Regions from separate parts of the Mus musculus genome. Here region 2 is linked to region 1. Evidence: chromatin contacts called from public Hi-C data. All regions are on one chromosome and are shown on one strand. Each heading gives the region's core, a stretch centred on a gene start, on an enhancer-like site or on the middle of the called end of the contact. The rest is flanking DNA. Distances are from core to core; before and after follow the strand shown. Region 1 holds the start of Sort1 (sortilin 1). Region 2 overlaps Aknad1 (AKNA domain containing 1).

Evidence for each region. Hi-C and Micro-C count contacts between places; a contact is called where the count stands out from the background.
Region 2: a contact with region 1 is called in a Hi-C map of uterus, with 4 times the contacts expected there. The contact joins the enhancer-like site here to the promoter of Sort1 in region 1. A contact is called at or near these places in 1 of 39 promoter capture datasets (cranial neural crest) and 3 of 484 Hi-C or Micro-C datasets (cardiomyocytes, olfactory sensory neurons and uterus).

The regions. Positions count from the first base shown.
Region 1 is chr3:108,281,315-108,289,089 of GRCm38.p6, reverse strand. It overlaps Sort1 (sortilin 1), which reads right to left and starts at 5,026. Exons shown (of 20, transcript NM_019972.3): 1 at 4,650-5,026. The coding sequence starts at 4,949.
Region 2 is chr3:108,776,635-108,784,409 of GRCm38.p6, reverse strand. It overlaps Aknad1 (AKNA domain containing 1), which reads right to left. Exons shown (of 12, transcript NM_177859.3): 10 at 6,106-6,184; 11 at 3,160-3,289; 12 at 2,101-2,493. The coding sequence ends at 2,359. Among named protein-coding and RNA genes, the nearest start is that of Aknad1, 41 kb to the right of the region's middle. Within about 2 kb of position 2,714, at least 150 of the 459 cell types and tissues checked have an H3K27ac peak or open chromatin away from gene starts, as enhancers often do. A contact at or near this core is called in uterus, where this site is marked.

The DNA of each region.
Region 1 (7,775 bases), core at 3,777-6,276:
ATGAAGTTCTAACTTCCCGGATGATTGAGGTGATGGAGATTGGCCAGAATGTAAGGAGGAAGAGGAAATGTTCCCTCCGGCTGATGCCCACTAGTGATGCTAAGAATTAAATGCCATGTGGGAATCACAGAGCTAAGAGCTCACCAGTGATGAAACTGAAGAGCACAGGCATGGCAGTTACCATGGGAGTCCAATCCCTGCTGACCAGAGCAGCTTGCAAATGGCAGAGCTCAAGAACGTGCGTTAGCCTAATGCAAAAAAGCAGAGCGTGTCGGCTACTGTCATTATTGCAGAAAGAAAGACCCTTTAGGAACTGGCCAGAACAAGGGCTGCTTCCAGTGACCTTCCCCAGCAAAGACACAACTCAAACTTCTAATTACAATTTGCAATTCGTAGAGGCGAGTGTTTGAGGCAGCAGTGAACTTCCTTAACTTTATGCCACATTCCCTTTCAGCCATCTGTCACACCTGGCTGGCCTTCTGCTCTCATGTTAACCAAATGCTCAGCCCTTCTGCAGAGCAACCTTTCCTGCGGTGGAGGAGAAATCCTCACAGCTGATGATGGTTCCTCCCAGAATCCCAAGCGTCTGTGGCGTTAACATCCCGCTCAAAGCAGTCTGCATGGCAGAGGGCTCTTCCCCGGCCGGGGGCCATGGCTCTCTCTGCTTAACCAGGACCAAGGCCAGCCTTCCTAGGTTCCCATGCCTTGACCCAAACCTGAGCGGCAGTAAAGGGCCTTGTAAAACGTGGGATAAACTAGATATGGACATGGAGTGTGGGAAATGGAGGGAGAAGGAATGAATACGGGGTAACGCTGGGGAAATGAGGCAGGCAGGAACTTCTGGGATAGTAAAAGGCAACAAACAACCCTCAGCTCTCCTGCTGTTACAAAGGTTTGGTGATCCCCAACAGGCAGAGAGCAGCAGCTCCCTGCACCAGCCAGCAGACACACTGAGTCCTGTCAGCCTGGCCTCAGCTCTGCCAGCGGGGCAAACAAACACAAGCATTCTTCCCGGTGCTGAGGCCTTACAACAGCCTCTCTCCAGGGCCTGTTTACTTAAGAAACCAGATGCTTTGATGTCGGGGTAGGAGTTGGGAAGCTCTGTGTAAAGCAGTAGTTAGTGACAGGAGCAGGAGAGGGAGAAGAGAGAGTGCGCAACAGCTCCTGGCCTATTAATCCTAACTTCAGGAACTTTTAAGGAAATTATCCAATGGTCTGTAACACAGGAATGAGGAGGGAATGATGTCAGCCTCCGCTGCAACTCTGGCCAAGGCATTTCTGCTGTTTCTTTCAGGCTGACTTTCATGCCGACCCTCAAAGGGGTGCTTATGGGGCGGGGGATGTTTTGAAGCAACCCAACTTAGCAACCAACGTTAATAAAAATCTTCTGGGCCTGCTCAGTTTCTCCCATGTACACAGGTGATGTGTGCTGTGAACACGCCAAGCACACAAAGGCCACAGTCGGTTAATGCTGGGGCCTGACACCAGTTTGGGACTACAGGTAAATAAAGGCTACTGCGTCTAAGAGAGTTTGTGGACGATCCCTAACAGGGAGAGCAAGCGCTTTGTAACTTACTGGGTGTAAGTCTCAGGGACCGTGAATCTGCTAATACGGAGCATATTTTTATACAGTCCTGTTTGTTTCTCATAAGCATGCATGCTTAGCTCCATTTTAAAGATTAGGACTGAGACATGGAATCTTAAGTAACTTAGTGAAGATAACATAATACCAGCGAGGACCCACATGCAGGCAGGGCTGGCCTCACAGAAAGCCCTGTGGTGCTGCAGCACCTTTCCCTGGCATGCCAAACCCTCAGAAAGAAATCAGGAAGTATCTTTTTTTTTTTTTTTTTTTTTTTTTTGGTAAGATGTAAGCGGTGACCTTCGGCCTGCGTCTTGTTGCCATTCTTTTTCCTGTTTTAGTGACATCCAGTTCTTCTGTCACTTTCTTACAAGTCTCCTGTTCCTATTGTCAATACTGTAACTAGAAAAAAAAAAGTATTTTCTCTGCTCCCTTAAATCCCACAGAGACCTGAATCAAGCGAACAACACACGCCTTGAAAATAAACACGGCCCACTTGAAAGGCTGAAAGGAGACCTAGAGAGAGGCAGGGGAGCTTACGGGAAGAAGATTTCATGAGTGACAGAGCCCATGCCACAGCATAGGGTGGAAGTCTCGGAAAGTCATTAGACAGGCATACACTTTGTTTTGTGGATTTCTTAAGATTAAATGCTAGGGCTGAACATATGGCTTCGTGGCAGGCACTTGCCTAGTATGAGCAAGGCATGGGATTCAATCTCCAGCGCACGCTGAAACCTTTAGCGGTTTATGTACTGTCAAGTCTGAACTACCTTTATAACTTGGCAGCCCCTTTCCCCACCCCATCTCCGGGCCTTTGGAAAGCATTCAGGTGCACTCATGATAGGACACGAAAAGAACAACAGGCTGTGGGAAATAAGAACTTCTGCTTTATGGGGGAAAGGTAAAAAAAAATTAAAGAACACCTTCCTACTTCAACTGTCTGAGACCATACAGTGTCTCCGATGATAATAAATAAGTAAACACGCTGCTCTGGGACGCTGCTGATTTTGTCTCTCCTTGTTACAAAGGATCCCCCAACACCAGATCTCTTCAGTCTGATGCATAAAGATGAATTATGACATCTGAAAACAGCAGATTATTTCCCAATTCCTGAGAGGAAGCAGAACCTTCGCAACGGTTTCTACGCTGAAGGCTCCACTCTGGAAGGGTAACAACTGGGGTGGGAAAATCATTTGAAATAAAGACTGAAGGGGAGAAAGCAAGCTGTAACTAAGTTAAATGAACTCGAGAAAGCCCCCTGCGTACGAACTTCAAAGGAGAATCAGGTTTCTTTGGAACTGGTATACTCTAAGTGACATTCAACCGGGAACTGTTGCGGATTTGAAGATGGGTCATCCAGCAAGAGAAGAATTGAAGAATGTCGGGGCTTGCTGGTGCAGAGAGCTGTGGGCCAGGGATAATGGGCATGAAGTATCAGTGGTAAAGGTAAATTCTTTCTCAACACCCTACAGAGAGAGAGAGAGAGAGAGAGAGAGAGAGAGGTCTACACAAGCTTATTTTACTTTTTCATTAAATAGGAAGACTTTCCAGTACTCATTCCATTCTCTCTGATCGGAGAATTAGGTCACAACTAACAAGTATGGATCTCAAAAGAAACCCCAAGGGGACACTGAGATTTGGGGGGATACTGAAATGGAATGTAAACAAAGAACGGGTACAGAACTCCAGCCACCCACGGCCACCTTCATGAACAGTCTTTCTTTGGAAAAAAAGGAAAGACATAACACAGAAAATACACTGAACTGAAAATGCCTTTCTCATACATGGGTTGCAACAATTGTTAATTTTAGGAAAAAAAAAAAAAGAGGAGGAGGAGGAAGATGTCCTAGTTGCTGAAACCAAGACTTTCCTAACAATTTCTCAATGCAGCAGTGTGTCAAGGTTCAGACTCTTGTGCCCAAAACAGAAGCACCAAATCTTTGAAAGTCTTGACAAGAGCAGGCTTAAAGTGACTATCTGCAGAATGTTTCATAGTTATTAGAAATTAGGACAGGATAGAGGTGTCCCAGTAAGGGTTCAACACAAGGTTATAAGTCAATTTTGAAGGAATGAGACAGATGACAGGATCTCAGCTGGCTGCGGGTCACACACAGAAGCCAATACCAGTTCTTGTGCAAAAAGAGTCTCCTAATAGGTCAACTTACAAGGAAACAAAGCACACTGGAGCCAATCTCCAGAATGGGTCTGGAGCAAAGGGATTTAAAGATCCTGTAGTATGCAGAAAGAGGGGGCTGACTGGTTACAAACCAGACTCTTGTTTGGGACAGTTGGCCACTCTGTAAAGCCATTTAATGGAACTTCTGGATGATCCGAGCTGTTCTGCAATTGCTTCTAATCTAGGTCCTAGAGGCCGTTTTCTGTTCTCTGGGTTCTGCACACAGGAATTTGGTTCGGAATACCTCTCAAGGTCGTTTTGGGTCAGGTTAGAGGGTTCTGAGCCTGCATCCTGAGGAAACATCTTGAATCAGTTTTTTGTTTGCTTGTTTTTGTTTTTAATTTTAGGGAGCAGGGGAGATATCATTTCACGGTTGGGTTTCAATGTCATTTTCATTTCCATGAGTGTTCCTTTAACTATGGAAACACAAGCCATGACCTAACAACTGCTGTGGGATTTCTGGACGTCAACCTCAAAAGTACCGACCCAGGGAGGGCACACCTCTGCTTCTGGGCTGTCCAACTTCTGCGATCACTCAAGGGGTAATTATGCCTCCAGCTTCCTGGTAGGTACCAGCGTTGGTGGACCCGGCGTTCTATATTCGGGGTGGGGGTTGGGGGGGGGGGGGGATGACCGGGAGATTCTGACAACTTAAGAAGCAGAAGCAAAGAATGCAGCGAGTCAAAGTCTCGGATTGCCTCGGCTATGACGACACACAGCCCCACGGGCCGCAGCCACCCCGGCCCCCGCCGCCCCCGCGCCTCGCCGCCCTCCGCAACCGGGGTCTCGCGCTAGCCTCGAAGCGTGCAATGGGAGCGGAGCGGCCGCCTGGGGCCGCGGGCCCGGAGGGGCGACCCAACCGGGGCGGGCGCCCGGGCCTCGCGCGCTCACCTGGTGCGTATTGTTGGTCAGCTTGGCGATGAAGTCCGGGAGGCGGCCGCAGTCTTGGTCCTCGGCGGGCGCGCCGCGGCGCCAACGGCCAGCGCGGGGGACGGGGCCCCCGGGCGCGGCGGCGCGCAGCCCCCAGCTCACCCCGACCGGACCGGCCCAGCGCAGCAGAGGAGGCGCGGGCGGCGGCGGCGCGTCCAGCCGGTCCTGGCCGACGGCGGCAGGAGGCAGCAGTTGAAGGAGCAGGAGGAGGCCGAGGGGCCAGCGCAAAAGGCCGTCCGCAGCTCCCCGGGGCCGCTCCATCGCTGCCGAATGCAGACGCCGCTGACACCTGCCACCCGGCGCGCCCGCCCACCCCCGCCGGCGCTGCGCCACACCCCCGAGCTCGGCCCCGCGCTGCTTGGATACGCGCAGCCGGGCCTCTCCTCCCCAATAGGCTGGCCGCCTGTCCTTCTTTCCCGGCCCACTCCTCATTGGCTCGCGTCGCCTCCGGCTTCGGGGGTCCTGGATTCGGATGCCAAGATGCGGGACTGATTGGCTGGAACGTGGCAGGGACGGCTGAGGTCATTCTCCACCGTCGCTCGGCGTCTGCGGGCTGGGCTCCCGGAGTTGGCCTAGGGGTTACCCCTCTCCCCTCCCCGCTCAGCCTGCAGGTTGGCGGCGCTTCCGGAGACCCTCGGGTTAGGGTTGGGTCACGTTGCCGCCTTCTCCACCCTCCTCCCAACCCCCCTCCAAACGCTCCTAAAAATTTCCTTCGGTGGAAACCGCGCCTGGGAAAGCCAGGGAATCCCTGAACTACTACTCTCAGTTGGAAAAGGGGCTCCGACATAAACTGGTACATTAGGATTTTAACCCCGGCTCGCTGGCTCGCCCATTGTCTGCTGAAGGAGCCAAGAAGGTGAATGCGAAAATCCTATGGGGCAGATGAACATCATTACACCCGTGTCTCATGGAAGCCGCAGAAGTCTTTCCAACATGTTTGGCCTCAGTCACCTTCCTCATCTGCAGGGAGGTAGTCAAGAGGCGAAAGTACTTTTTGGCTTCTGCGGACTTGGAAATGTAGGTAGCTTTGCCACCAAGTGTAGGTATACGGGAAGAGAATTGCCTAAAGCCCACTTTATATATTATCATTTTAGTACAGTCACATTCTGATTTTAGTTACCTAAAGCACCCTTAGCCCTGCAGTAAGTGCATCACACCAATTCCCTCACTGAATATGATGCCTCCTAAATGAATACCCACCTCCAGCAAATAACCTCCCCACTGTTCCCTACACCGCAGAAGCTGCTCACACAACTTTTAGAACATGCAGTGCTGGTAAAACCAGTTCTAAATCCTTAACTTCACTCCACCTCTTCCCAACATTTCAAGTTGTTCAGTCGGAACTCAGGAAGCCAGATAAAAAGATACAAAGTATGCAAAATGTTATACCAGAGTGGAAGCCATTGGAAGTTACTTTTAACTTTAACAGTAAACTCAAACGGCAGGCCTACCCGAGTATGCACACGGAATAGTACAAACAAAACTATTTACGTACTCGGGAGTTTTTCCTCTCCCCAAAACCACAGTAAGAAGGGAGCTGTGAAGCTCTGGAAAGCGGAACAGGATGGCAAATCAACAGAAAAGCCCTCCAGTTTCTGAGCCACTGAACAAGATAAAAACTGATGAGTGTGTTTTCTTTCCAGAAATATAAACGCCACATTATTTATTTTTAAGCACAACTTATTTTTAATTCGTGTCAAGTATGGATTAGATCACAAGGCAGTCAGTTACAGTAGCATGTGACCAGTTACGGAGGGGAAAAAGGGGGCTACAAAGGAATATTTCTTTGTTTGGGTGACAAAGATGAATGGTCTATTGTCTTACTATGGGGAAAGAAGAAAGCTAACTCAACAGTGCTACCTGCTGGAGAAACTACCAGATACATCTTTTAGCTATTTAGTTCCATTAACGTTTAGATTTTGTCAGTTTGTTGAACTGGGGAGTCTTTTTTTGTAGCCCAGGGTGGCTTAGAGTCTTTGATCCTCCTTCACCAGCCTCCCAAGCAAAAATATCAATATGAAGTAATTATCACAAAGCTATACCTTTTTGTATGTAAGATCATTTCTTGAACACAACATTTAAAGAAAAGTAACCATCTCTTTGAATTATTCACATTGTAATTATAGCAGATAATGATACTTACTGTTCTCAGTTATACAGACATCCTGCCTTAGCAATAGGAGGGACTGTAAGCTGGAGGGCTACACTATGTTTTCCCTTCGCTTTTTTCTCTGTATATTCTTGAGTGACACACCTCTTCAAAGCAACGTATTCTTTTCCACATCTGCATTAATCTATAGTGTTAAAAGCAGTACTGGACCTGGAGCAACGGCTCAGCAGTTAAGAGCTTACAGGATACCTGGGTTTAGATCCCAGCACCCACGTGGCAGCTCACAACCACCTGTAACTCCAGTTCCAGGGGATCCAATGCATTCTTCTGACCTCCTCAGGCTCCTCATATATACTTGGGTACATGTGCGTGCGCGCGCGCACACACACACACACACACTCACTCATACACATTAGAGATGATTGCCTCTTTTTCCCACTAGAGGTACTTTTCTTAGACTGTGGGAGACTACAGATGACCTTTCACAGCTATGACAGCTTCCCAATAAAATTCTTAAATGACTGGTGGTTAGAATATGCTTGGGCCAGAGAGTGGCACTGTTAGGAGATGTGGCCTTGGAGTGTGTCATTGTGGGTGTAGGCTTTAAGACCTCATCCTAGCTGCCTTGAAGTCAGTCTTCTCTAGTGGCCTTCAGATAAAGGCCTCCTGCACCATGCCTGTCTGGATGCTGCCATGCTCGAACCTCTGAACCTATAAGTCAACCCTGATTAAATGTCCTTATAAGAGTTGCCTTGGTCATAGTGTCTCTTTACAGCAGTGAAACCGTAAGACAATGACTAAGTTGATACAAGATTCCAGGGGCTAAATCTCACATGATACAGGATTAACATCATAACAGGATTAACATCAGTAGAAATCTGCAGAATGTTGAAAATAAACCCAAGTTGCTTTCATTGTATGTGTGGGCAAAACTTCTTCCTTTGCTGAACTGATGTTTTCAAATGTGTTTCAGCACA
Region 2 (7,775 bases), core at 1,465-3,964, 500 kb before region 1:
AATGCATTCAAGGTTGCTTCTTCTTCTCAAAAGTTACAATTTGCCTGGCAAACACTCTTTCTGGCTAGCCTTACATTTTGCTTTTCATCTGAGCCTCCTTTAAGTTAGACATCAGCATCTGAGGGCCAAGCTCTTGGTCACACAACAGTGTCCTTTGGACTAGGAATAGAAACCCCGCAGGACTGGCAAGGGATGTGTGATTGCCCGACTCGTGGCTGCATTGCCCAAGTGCTTTGGGTGGTGTGGTCATTCTCCCAAGACCCCACACCTCCTGGTCACCATATAGCCACATATAGTTCTCCTTGAAGTAAGAACCCTCAGCAAAGTTGAGGCCATCTTGCATTTGGGAACATTCTGTGAGCTGTCTGAGTTTTCTTTAAGTTCCTAACAAGTGGGAGTACAGGTCAAGGAAGTGCTTTTTGGAGTGTATAGAATTTGGTAGCTACAGTCTTCAACTTAGCAATGGTTGATGTGGTGGTTTGAATATGCTTGGCCCAGGGAGTAGCACTATTTATAGATGTGGCCTTGTGGGAATGGGTGTGGCCTTGTTGGAGTGGGTGTGGCCTTGTTGGAGGAAGTCTGTCACTGTGGGCATGGGCTTTAAGACCCTTGTCCTAGCCAGTCTTCTCCTAACAGCCTTCAGATGAAGATGTAGAACTCTCAGCTACTCTTATACTGTGCCTGCCTTTAGGCTGCCATGCTCCCACCTTTATGACAGTGGATCAAACCTCTGAACCTGTAAGCCAGCTCCTAATTACATGTTGTCCTTTATTATTTAGTTGCCCTAGTCATGGTGTCTGATCACAGCAGTAAAACTCTAAGACAGTTGAACATACAATTTTTTTTGTCAACTAAATAGCAGTGTAAAATTCATATGCATTCAGTTGAAATTATTTCTACTTGGATTTTATTTGTTGGTTTGTTTGCTTTCAAGACAGGGTTTCTCTCTGTGTAGCCCTGGCAGTCTTGGAACTCACTCTGTAGGTCAAGTTGACCTCAAATTCACAGAGATTGCCCATCTCTGCTCCCTGAGTGCTAGGATTAAAGGTAACCCCCCCCCATTTGAATTATTTTTAAAGATTTATTTATTATTACTAAGTACACTGTTGCTGTCTTCAAACACACCAGAAGAGTATGCCAGATCTCATTATGGGTGGTTGTGAGCCACCATGTGGTTGTTGGGATTTGAACTCAGGACCTTTGGATGAGCAATCAGTGCTCTTACCCACTGAGCCATCTTACCAGCCCCCCATTTGAATTTTTAAAATGTTATATTTATTTAGTGTGTGTGTGTTTATATAGCATGCACAGGTCAGAGGACAACTTTCAGGAGTTGATTCTCCCCTTTCACCGTACAAGTCCCAGGGATCAAACTCAGGTTGTCAAATGTTTGGCAGCTAATAAATACCTTTACCCGCTAAACCATCTCCCCAGCCCTGAAATTTGGATTTTATCTTTGCCTCAGGCCAACGGTAAGTCAGCAAAGTACTTTTCTGATCCCGGGCAGTGGTAACTCCCAGGCAGCTGCTCACTTGCAAAGAGAAACAGGGAGTATTTTACGTTATGTATGTTACTAAGCAATTGTGTTCAGTAGGTTGTCATATTCTAGGCATGTTTTACTTTAAAAAACCCCTTGACTTTGTTAGTGGGTTTGTCAGGATCTCCGTCACCTTCCTCTGCAGCAGCACACGAGATCTGTTTCCCATCTCACTGACCCAGATTCATGAAACTTTCCAGACTAATAGATAAAAAGTGTTTGTTTTTCAGACGCAGATGTTGGCAGTCAACCTTCGGACTGAACACAGGGACCCCAGAGGAGGAGTTAGGGAAAGGACTGAAGGAGCTAAAGGGGTTTGCATTGCTCCAGCCACAGAGGATGGCCTTATCTGGCATCAATGGAAGGAGAGGCCCTTGGTCCTGTGACTGTGAAGGCTCAATGCCCCAGTGTAGGGGAATGCTAGGGTGGTGAGGTAGGAGTGGGTGGGTGGGGGAGCACCCTCATAAAGGCGTGGAGAAGGGGGATGGGATAGGGGGTTTGTGGAGGGGAAACTGGGAAAGGGGATAACATTTGAAATGTAAATAAATAAAATATCCAATAAAAAATAGAAAAAATAATAAAGTATTTGTTTTATTGTTTTTATTTTATTATGAATTAGGAAGAACATAGATTTATTTTCACATAAAGATATAAATGCCAGAGGGCTTGTTTTGCTTTTTTTTCTCCATTTAAGCACTTCGTATAACTCATTTCTTAAAGTTTTAGTGTTTTCTCTAGAAAACTATCTTCCTACATTATCTCATAAGTAAAATATTTTGGAGAGGACCAAACATTTTAACCCTTGGCTGCCCGGGACTGAGTTAGTAGTATCTTAGCTGGTGTCTCCATCCTTGTGCCTTGGCGAGGTCTTCTGCAATGGATCTAATCATTTGGTCGGTGTTTTTTTTCAATATGGTTGCTGTCCTTAAGGCATGCTCCAAGGGCGAGTTTAAAATCTACAGAGAAAGTCCACATACTTTAGTCACCTAAACTTACTAACATCTCTGATAATTGGATTCACTCATTATTAAACATTACAAGATGGAATTTTTGAAGCATTCTGTTTCTACACGCTTTTTATTTCTGTTTTTGAAGGTTGGTCTCCTAGGCAACCAGTTGGAGATGGAATGTATTTGTCAAGGGAAGGGAGAGGAAAGAGGTGAACACGTGACTGAGGAAAGTGAGTCAGAGGGTGAGAGAAGCAGCCAGATGCCCTGTTCCTGCCTCAGAGTAGAACAGCTCAGGGGCCAGCGACGAGGACTGAGAGTGAACACCAACTGATACCACACATGCTTAGGAAAGTAACCCGAGGTTGGTGTAACCAGTCTGAACATAGGTGGTACCCCTAACAACAGTCACTGGATCAGACTGGGGTCTTCAAGTCTGGGCCAGGGGAATCCTGCAGAGGAGGTACCACCCACCAAATGCTTTCTCCAGGAAGCTTCCTTTGGCTCCAGTTTAGGAATAATGCAAACCATGTGGCTGTTGAGGGTTAGCTCTGAGCAGAACTTGTTCTTAGCAGAACGTTTTCTGAAAGCCCATCCTATACTGACGGGAAAGCTAGCCATTCTGTGCTCATTAAGGCCGGGTGCCTGAGCTGCGGGGACTTTCTCGGTCCTCACCTTAGATTCCATTTCTTCCATGTTATCACTGGGACATAAGGACTGGATTCTAGGAATTCCCAGGCAGCAGAGGTGGGGTGAGGGTGTTGCAAGGTCTGAGGTAGAGATCATATAAGTCTTGGGATATTTTCTAGAAGACAAAGGCATATTGTTAACCTATGTATGGTTTACACACACACACACAACACACACACATGCGTGCTCTAGACTCTGTGAAGGCTGTGTGCATGTGTGTATGCATGCACTCGTGTGTGTCTGTCTGTCTGTAGTTGAGGGACCCTACCTTTTACAATATTCACAGACCCTTGGGACCACAGCTGAGCTTCAAGAAAAAGTGGTTGCTATAGTCAATGACGTCTGCTCTTCTAGAACTGCCTGCTTGTTTGTTCTTTTGTTTTCTTTCGTTTTGTTTAACAGAAAAAGCCAAGACTCCAACCTTTTATCCTGCATATTTATAAAACAAATGCACACAAATGCCAGCGATAATGCCTTGGCTTGAGTTCACCCAAGCACCAGTGATCATGCATGCCTAGGCGGTTAGGAGATGAAAGCAGAGACTCTAAGTCAATGGTCCCCTCTATGCTACCTACTGTCCTATGTCTGTCATGTGATGGATGTGGTACAGGGACACTGGATTCAGGCTGACCACTGCATAGCTCTGCTGAACTGTTCTCTTAATCTATATGAAGAGGGGCTGCCACAGAAACTTGCCTGTAGAAGGCCTATGGCAGAGCCTCCTGCATATGGTCCCTTCGCTAAACATAATTTTGGGACAGACATGTGTGAGCACCTTCAGGCTGTCACCTCACATGCACGTCATCTCAGAGTCTCTTGCCCCCTATCATGTTCACGTCAGTTGGTTCTGAAGTTCAATCAGCACATCGGATGGAGCCATTTTCCAGGTGAGAGGCATTCTGCCTCAGGGTGTGGCAGTGTGGTTCAGCAGGAAGTGTAGGGGCTTTGGAGCCCTCCCCTATATGGAGCGAGCGCTCACTGCCTCCCACAGGACCACAGTATGGTTGAGTACTTCACTTGTAAGTCTTTTAAATGTGTTGCATCATCATAAGTGTATATGACGCATTTGTATGATGCGTTCTGATTCCACTCCCCCTTCTGCCCTCTCGGTCTCCTCCCATCAGCTCCCCTGCCGAGTCCCCATCCCACTTCAATTCTTTGGGTGGGGGGAGGTATTTTGAGATCCAGTATCATTTTAATCCAAGTACCATTCTTGGTGTCTTATGTGTAGTCTTGGTGAATCTGGTCCTATCACTCTCATTTTACAGGAAAGTAGAGGCTCAGGGAGGGTGAGTCACCTTTCCAAGGACAGAGATATGACATAAACCCAAGATGTCTCCAAAAACTACATTCTTTTGTTGAGTTGGCTTTCTTTTTTTAATGATCTATTTATTTGTGGGGGGTGTGTGTGTGTATGTGTGTGTGTGTGTGTGTGTGTGTGTGTGTGTGTGTGAGAGAGAGAGAGAGAGAGAGAGAGAGAACTCACACACTCATAGAAGCCAGAAGAGGACTGTAGAGCTAGAGTTTCAGGTACATGTGAGCCCCCTGGTGTGGGTGCTGGGAGTCAGACTTCAGCGCTCTGTTTTGGCATTTTGTTTTCGTTTTGTGTTGTGAAAGAGTCACCTTTATAAAGCCCTGTTGCCCTGTCTTACTCTGTAAACCAAGCTTGCCTCAAACTTGCCCATTTTCTCACCTCCACCTCCGAGCTCTGATTACAGGTGACCTGTGCTGTGCCTGACTTCAAATATTACATGTTAAATCACTGTACTTTTCTGTGTAGCTACTCAGGCTTGAATTTGTCTGAGTGGATAGCCTGGACTATTGACTCTAAGCCCTTGGTGCCAACTCTGTCTTAAACTCCCAACACACAGCTTCTCGGTATCACCCTGAGCCAACCTTCCATGACCCCAGTGGACTCTCCCATGGCTGCCTTGTTTGGCCTCTGGCTCCAGTTTCTGCTCCTCTAACCCACTTTTTGTTCCTCACTGGCTGCAGTGATGTTTTGTTTTGTTTTGTTTTGTTTTGTTTTGTTTTGTTTTGTTTTATGAGACTGTCTCTAGCTGGCCCAGAACTTACTGTGTTACCCAAGCTAGACAGAACTCCTACCTAAGCCTTCTGAATGCTGGGACTGTAAATGCCAGCCACTCTGCCTGACCACTACAGTGATCTCCTACAGTTCTATCAGAGTCCCTATTTTAAAAGTCCCTTGGCTTCCCGTTTGTTCTGAAGAATCTGAAGACCTGCCTTCACTTGCTCCATCTTGCCCCTGCCACTCCCCTCTGGGCTCCTGGCACACTGACTGACAGGTTCCTGAACTTGCTCAAAGGCCTTTTCTCCTCAGAAAGCCTTAACCCCGAGTCCTTCACATCCCTCCTGATGTCCTGGGATAGCTCCTTCAGGCTTTGCCTTTGAGCTCAGGCTCCTAAACCCCCTAATAAGGTCAGCAGTGCTCCTCACACTCCCTTCTGCCACTCCCAGCTCCTCCATCAGAAAACAGCTCAGGGGCAGACACTGCTGTCATCTCGGCCTCCACACGGAACACAAAGTCCTGCTTTGGGCACTTCGACATTGGCTGAATGAACAAGTCAGTGACTGAAGTCACACCAGATAGGTCTAGGCTTGAATTCCCAGTCCAGGACAAGCAACTGTCTAGGTAGTTAAGTGGTTTAGTATATGCACCTGGGTAATGAAACTCAATTTCGTGTGTGTGTGTGTGTGTGTGTGTGTGTGTGTGTGTGTGTGTGTGTGTGTGTAATTTTTAGGACAGAGTCTTATTCTGTACCCCACTAGCCTCAAACTCACCATGTAGTCCCAAGTCTAGACCTAAACTTTTAGTAGGCCTTCTGACTGGGCCTCTCAAGTTTTGAGGAGACGGGCAAGAGCTGCCATACCTGGCTCTGATTTTGTTCTTAGTAATAATGAAATACTTACCCTGCCGCAGGATCGGGCTCATCTTGAACGGGTTCTGAGTTCACTCTCCAGGACCAGATCCATTTTGCTTTTGACCAAGCTGAAAAATGTTAGCTATGATTACATTCAGAGCATCAAAATGGCCTTCGCCGATCTGTGAGGTGGGGGCCAGCCTGGTACACACTGCAAGTTCTGGGGCAGCAAGAATGACAGCCTGCTAAAACCAAAAAGCCAGAGAACTCCAAATGGTGGGGATGTCTTCCTCAACTTTGCAGTATGGATGAAATCGTTCATAAAAACGTAACAACTGTGTAAGCAACAGAGTCAAGGAGCACAGAAAACAGAATTTTCTCTCAAGAACTTGGAATTCGTGAAAAGAAACTCAACTCTATTTTTAAATTTGCATTGCATCTATTGATTTATCATGTGCAGTGTGCACACGCCACTGTGCTCATGTGCGGGTCAGGGGACACTGGCAGGTTCTCTCCTCCACCACGAGTCCCTGGCACTGGACTCACACCAGCAAGCTTGGCAGCAGGGACCTTCACCAACTGAGCCACCTTAGTGGCTCTGTTTCTGGTATGTTGAGACAGTCTCACTCTGTGTCCCTGGCTGGCCTTGACTCACCGCAGTACTCTTGAATATTAGTTTTCCAGGTGTGAACTATGATGACCAACATGAAACTCTGGCATACAACTCAAGTAGAACTCTGAAGACGGAGGCAGGAGAGTTGCCATAAACCCAAGGCCAGCCTGGGCTGGAGGGAGAGAGAGAGAGAGAGAGAGAGAGAGAGAGAGAGAGAGAGAGAGATCGATCCTGTCTCAAAGTAAGAAATAAATATTTATATGTTTTATATTCATATAAATTATATTTTATATATTATTAATAGATATTATATAAATATTTACTTATTTACATCTAATTTACTTGTGGATATTTATTTGTTTATTTACTAGCCAGTAAGAGACCAGGAGTTTATATTCCCTGGATGTTCATTATGTGACCAGATATTTTTTTTAGCTTGGACCACTATTTCATCTGGTAAGCATAGAGAAGGTACTGCTCCTGAAAGGTGAAACCCAAGTGCATGCTAGACTCTTCATGAACTTTAGGAGCAAGGATTTTAGGAGACAGAAACTAATTCCAGAAGAGAAACTAAATGATGAAGAGAAACATGGACCAAGGAAACCTCCAAAGAAAGGAAGAGATGTTGGGGGGGCGGGGGGGGGGGGTTGCACTGTCTGTTACAGAGCATATCTGAAATACACAACTGTTCCCGCCCCTAGCCCCCTTCACCCATTTGAACACGTGGTTGCCAGTTGATGGGATGCTTTAGGAACCGCAGACACTTTGGGTGGAGGTAGGACTTAGCTGGAGTAGGGGAGCACTGGAGGTGGGTGTAACGGGTTATAGGCTGGCTCTGCTTCCAGCCAGCACTGTTTTCTGACCACGAAAGGTGTAAGCAGCCTCCTCCCACCCCTACCTCCATGTTCTCTCCGCTGTACCCTTTCAGCCCGTGAGCCTCAGCAAATCCTCCCTCAAGTTCCTTCTGTCAGTTATAACACGACTGTGATAAGTAACACTTCAGGTGCTGAGGAACCCCCTCCTCACCTTCCTCGGTCCTCCTCCCTCCTCCCTCCTCCCTCCTCCCTCCTCCCTCCTCCCTCCTCCCTCCTCCCTTCCCACTCTGG